Linked DNA regions of Mus musculus: region 2 is linked to region 1. A link is a contact called in public Hi-C data. All regions are on one chromosome and are shown on one strand. The core of a region is the stretch at or near the end of the contact, and the rest is flanking DNA. Distances in the headings are between cores, read along the strand shown. Region 1 has its middle 100 kb from the start of Gm12707. Region 2 overlaps Fggy (FGGY carbohydrate kinase domain containing).

Region 1 (2,815 bases), core at 119-2,618:
GTACACCCTTTGCAAATATTCATCACAGTGAGTCACTGGTCTGGATCGAAGCCTCCATTATCAATACCGGATCGTCACTGGGACTCCTCTCTGATATCCTCTTGCTGCCCTGTGTCATGGAGATTCTTTAGCTTTATATCTATGGGACAGCTCCTTCTTTTGTTCCATAAGTTCATAGCTGAAGTAGCTGCTGAGGTGGGCCAACTCAAAGCCCTGGATCTGGGACTGGGTGAAAGCTGAGTTGGTTAACCCCCCAGCTCTCCCATACCTACACCACCAGAGCAAGCTCTCCAACACTGGCTAGCTCACCCAATGCCACAGCTAGCAATGGGCAGGGTTGGCTTTCCTGCTCTCATGCCCTTGGGCCGGCTCCACTGAGCTACCCAATGAGGTGTCTCTGTTGTTCTTAATTAATACAGCGGCCACTTGGTTTGTACTTTTTGCTCAAATGTATTTATTTTTCTCAGATCTTTGTGATGGTAATGGTGGCAAGCCCTAGCTTCATCAGTTTGGCAACAACAGCTGACTTACCTGGCTCCTCCCACCAAGGCTGCATCTAGCTGGCCAACCCATTTCCTAAATGCTTTGCTTCCCTTAGAGCTACAAGGTCTCCTGCTGAGAAAAGCAAACTCAGAGGCAAGTTTATCTTACTGACAGGCTTCACACTGCAAAAGATAAACTCTCAAAACAGGTTCCATGAAAGACAGAAATCAAGCTACCATGCTGCTGTTATTGACTAAAAATTTACTTTTTACTGTTTCTTTTTAAAGATAGAACTTGCTTTTCCAGGGACTGCTTTTAGTATTCAAGCATCTGTGCCTCACAGAAAATGACTGAACGCTTCCAGATTTGTGGGGGAGGGGAATGTTGAAAGTCTAGGTAAGTCATGAAGGCCTGAGGAAAGGGATCTAAGGTTAAGTTAAAAGAAAAAATGAGACTTAAAGGTGATACATGATGTTAAGGCTTCAAAATGCAAAGTTTAACATTACTCACTGGGGTTCTGTTAGGTTATTAATCTACTCTAAGCAATTGTTATGATGGTCACTCGCCCCAAAAATTTAAATTTCCTTTGGTTGTTTTCTAAATATAGACTTAAAAGTACCTCTTGTGCTAAAAACATCTCTGTCCAGTCTATATATAGCCTCAAGCTCTTCTTCCTCTTTGTTCTCTTTCCTGCTGAGAAATTTCTGTCATGTTACAAAAAAAAAAAAGAAATGTTTATGCTACTATTCTGTTGATAGCGTTTCAGCCTTGTTTTGCTATGGCTCCGATCCAGACGTCTGCTGTCACTGTTTACAGACACGTATTAACTTCTTTCTCCACAATGACGATTGCAGTGCAGATCACAGACCTTTGTCCCCAGTCTGTATCTGTCCCAGCAGATTTCCAGTCAGCTGACACCATCCAGGAACCCAAAGGCAGCCCCGATGACTGCTCTGAAATGGCCTACACTTTGCCAGCCCCAAGTTATCCTGCCGAAGAAGCCCTCTACCTGGTGAGCCTGTCCAGTCCAGTGAAAGAGAACTTGCTTGCAAAGTACAGCTTCCAAGGGCCGACTCCAAGGCTATCCTCCGGTGTTCCTTGGGCCCTTAGCACCTACAATTCCTGCTCCCTAATTTCGACTCATATTCTAGCCTTCCTAGACTTTCCTACCTCTGACCATGGCCCTGCCCAGCGGAGAAGCAGTTATAGAAGGGAGGGACCTGTTGCACTTTATCATCAACAAAAGGCTGGAATGTTAGGTCTCAGGCAATCCAAGTATGCAGAAATGAGCTCAGTGGCCTATAGAAGGATTTGTGAAGGGTAGATAAAAGCCAGCATTCCTGGGGATCTTGCAAAACTGATTTTGATCTGCCAAAATAAATCATTTTCCTTAGCTCTTGCAGATGGGACATATGGCTACCTGTGGTGCCAATCAGCATATCAAAGTGCATGCTGGCCATCAGGCTTCCTCAGTATCACAAGTACATGTCTCACCTTTCCTAGTCTATGCTAGCATCCTGCCCTTCCCTCCCTCCCCTCCAGCTACTTCTCCTCCACTCTCTCCATCTCTATTCCTACACTTGCTACTCTCTATCCCCCAACTATCTCTCTCCCTATTTCTTGCTATCCTCTTGCTCTCTCAATATGCTTTGTTCTCTAACTCTTGCTTTCATCTCCTGTATACTTTCTTGCTTCCCTATCTCTGGTCATGTCCAGTCTCTTTCTCTCTGCTCTGGACTCTCCCAAATGCCTCTAGATATTTTCCATTAAAAACCTTTTCCCTAATGTAACAGTCATGTAGGCCGTCTCTTTACTGTACAGTCATGTAAGCCGTCTCTTTACTGTACTCCCTTGCGTACACTTATCACATGTAAGCATGTGAAATGTATGTTTTTCTTAGTCTGGCTGGAAGGGTGAAGTTAGTTACAACTTCAGCCTACACCTGTTGGAAGGACTGGATGGGTCCATGCACACAAACCATTTAGTGCTAGCGCCCAGCTCAGGAATACCATCAGCTTGTCAAATGAAGGGAAGGATAATCAGTGAGCAATGACGCTTTAGATGCTGCAAATGAGCTTCAAACTTTAGTATCTATGGGATTGGTCAGGAGCTTATCAAAACGAAGACCTTGCTTTTCAGAGATGTGGCTCATTACATCTAGGATGGAAGTGGCCCAAATTTATTTTTCATAGTTTACTGATCACTACAGTCTGTAAATTTTGTCGCATTGCTGTCTTCCTGAACCTATATATTGGTCCCTGGCCAATTATAGATTTTCAAGAAGAGGGGACTGGACCTATAGTCTCACTGTTTCCAGTACAAAGAAGTCAGA
Region 2 (2,815 bases), core at 227-2,726, 200 kb before region 1:
GTTTTAGCTGTATTGAGTACTGGCCTAATAAAAGCATACCAATTTTAAGGGCCCACATTTTCCCAGAAGCAGCAGCCTGGGAAAAGGCACGACCATGCAGTGCTTAGTTAACAAGGTAAGTTCCTGGCCCCACACAGTAGCAACCTACAACACCTCTAACTGCAAGCAGGACTCACAGGGAAGGGCTGAGGCTGGGGAGAAAGAGGCCTGAAGACCTGTCTCTGAGTCATCTTAAAAGCCCTTGTCTGAACTACTTCAAAGCCTTCTTTTTTCATCTTCATGAGAAGAAAAACTGTCCGCAAAGGTTGTTATAAGGACCAAGTGACGTGATGGGCACACAGTATTGAGCACACATCTAGCACATGGTCAATCAGCAACGAATATAAGCTGCTGACATCATCACCGCCTTGTCATTACTACTGTTACTCTTCTTACTAACTGGACTAGGGGAAAAACATCTCTCAGGAGGGAAAAAGAAAAAGAAAAAAGAAAGACAGTTCACCATTGTTCTCAAGATCTCTGCTTTCCGGAGCCACTGACGAAGCAAAGGCAGGCCAGGGTAGAAGAGGCAGCAGTTCAAGTCCTAGACCACTGCTTAAGGCTTCCACAGAAGGAGCCCTGGGCAGAGGGACGGGTGGACGTTTCCCAGAGGCATTCTCTCGCACCTGCATTTCTTCTCTTTTGTCTCAGAAATCCACTCCCTATCTGCTCACCTTGTTACCATGCCCACCACCGGCAACAGTGGTTGTTTAACCCCTGACACTGCTGGGACGTTTTATAAACTGTAATCACCACAAGAGTCTTCTGAAGTTGGGGACTCTCATTAATCTTCTTTTATTGAGAAGGAAACTGGGCAAGAAATGGTAATGAGTCCAAGATCACAGCTACACATTGCTAAGTCAGGGACTCCTACCCAGGCAGTTCAATTGCAGACTACTCCGAGTATCAAAAAGGCCTCCTTGAAGCTCCTCCTCACATGAGGTTGTGAGCAGACACATCACACTCCAGCACATCTCCATATACAATGTGTGAGGCACGACCTAAGGCCCATGGGCTTTCTGCAGCTCGGCTGCAGTGAGAGGTATTGGCTGAGCACTAATGCCCTGCACTTCTGTGGCTACCAGGGCTGACACAAATGATGAGCTGACCACCACTGGGAGATGATTAAAAGTCTGCCATTAAGCCAAGCTGTGCTGGAGTAGATCTGCTTTCAGGGAACTCTTCATCAGGGAACTATATTTTCTTCTTGACAATTTCCTTAATGGCAAGAGTGTTAGAAGAACAAAAGAGACCCAAGGGCAAAGAGCAGAAGATTTTGATGGAGGCAGAGACTGGGAGTGGGGAGAGAAGAGGAAAATTAAACAGGCAGAAGAGAAGATGACCTCTCTTTTATTTCTGCAGAGTGTCTGGGTAGCGCAACCCACCTCTCTGTGGTTTTCTCTGGGGCACTAACAGCTGCTCAGAGCTCATCAAAGTTTAACCAGACCAATCAATACAGAAAAAAATGGGTGACTGTCCAGCTGAAAATTACCAAGCACTTCATGAATATTTAAGGACCTCAACTAGAAACAGGGAGAAAGACCAGAACTCAGGGTTTCATTTTTTTTTTCCTTTTGGGGGATGGAAAGGGAGATAAAAGAATGTCTGTTGTTAATGATCACCAAAATATGAAGTCATAGTAATATCACAAACTAAAACTAATGATTGAGACATGAACTAGTCACAGCCAGCGTCACCTGCTTCCTTAAGACAGCAAGCCCAGGCTTATCACAGGCCACTCAAGATGAGCATGTGTGGGGCTCATATGAAGATGCTTTCTTAGAGCATGCCATAGTTTTCTGCCCCTCATTGTTTCTCCTACCCACAATGCACTGACCCTTGTGTGTCCAACTGGGAGGATACAGAGCTCATGGTTAATAGGAATCAGACGTTTAGGTTCTTGCCCTGCTGCTGCCAGTCACTAACTCCTGATGACCGGGTAAGCTGACCAGCACTCCACTCCCCATCTCCTCCTGGAACAAAATGACCTGGGGGCAGCATTAGTGCTAGCTGTAAGGCTAGTTCCACCAAGTTCCAAGGATTCACCACAGTATGTGCTAACACACTGGCATACAACAGAGACACACTGGGTGCCGCCATGACTCTTCCTTCCTCGTTTCCACAGCTCAGGCTTCCACATCGTCTGCACTGTCTTCGTTGCCACCATGCCCTGAGAGTCAGCTCTAGCTCTGTGAACTGGCTGCAGCAGTCCTCCCAGCACATTTCAGCTGTCTGTCACTCACAGTAAGGTTTGCTTCTGAAAGGCAAAGCCTACCCCACCCAGCCACATGCCTCCATTTACCTCTAATGCTTTGTGCAGACCGAGTACCCGCATACGAAACTGCTGAGCAGCGGGGGCATGCACAGGGAGGGGCTGCCGCGGTTCTGCTCTTACCTTTGTGACAAGGCAGCATGCCGCCCAGATATCCTCTGAGGACTGCTCGTGGTGGTTGAATTGAGGCTCCCACTTCTTAATTGGCTGCTCTGCGAAAGCCAAAAGGAGCCCTCTCTGGTCCACTAGAGCCGCACGGACACTACCTGTTCCCACATCGATGCCCACATAGTAGCGACTTGGTTCCTGGTCTCTGCCAGACATCATGGTCCCCTCTACCTGTGGTGGACAAGTGCAAAAGCCATGTGAAGACAAGCAGACCTGCTCAGACAGCCAAGAAATTCATTCTCCAAAGTGGGCAGAAAAGGGGAATCCAACTACCTAGCTGGGGGCTGTGTATTTATTTATTTAACTTCCCAAAGGTTTTATTGGCACTGAGCAAGG

Evidence for each region. Hi-C and Micro-C count contacts between places; a contact is called where the count stands out from the background.
Region 2: a Hi-C map of liver shows a contact between it and region 1, with 2.5 times the contacts expected there. The contact joins two enhancer-like sites. A contact is called at or near these places in 5 of 484 Hi-C or Micro-C datasets (embryonic fibroblasts, liver and nephron progenitors), 1 of 115 datasets of contacts at active chromatin or transcription factors (hepatocytes) and 1 of 9 other capture datasets (adipose tissue).

Annotation. Positions count from the first base shown.
Region 1 is chr4:95,384,259-95,387,073 of GRCm38.p6, reverse strand. No RefSeq gene overlaps it. Among named protein-coding and RNA genes, the nearest start is that of Gm12707, 100 kb to the left of the region's middle. Within about 2 kb of position 1,368, at least 29 of the 459 cell types and tissues checked have an H3K27ac peak or open chromatin away from gene starts, as enhancers often do. A contact at or near this core is called in hepatocytes and liver, where this site is marked.
Region 2 is chr4:95,585,067-95,587,881 of GRCm38.p6, reverse strand. Fggy (FGGY carbohydrate kinase domain containing) reads right to left here. Exons shown (of 16, transcript NM_001113412.1): 2 at 2,435-2,650. The coding sequence starts at 2,638. Among named protein-coding and RNA genes, the nearest start is that of Fggy, 29 kb to the right of the region's middle. Within about 2 kb of position 1,476, at least 9 of the 459 cell types and tissues checked have an H3K27ac peak or open chromatin away from gene starts, as enhancers often do. A contact at or near this core is called in hepatocytes and liver, where this site is marked.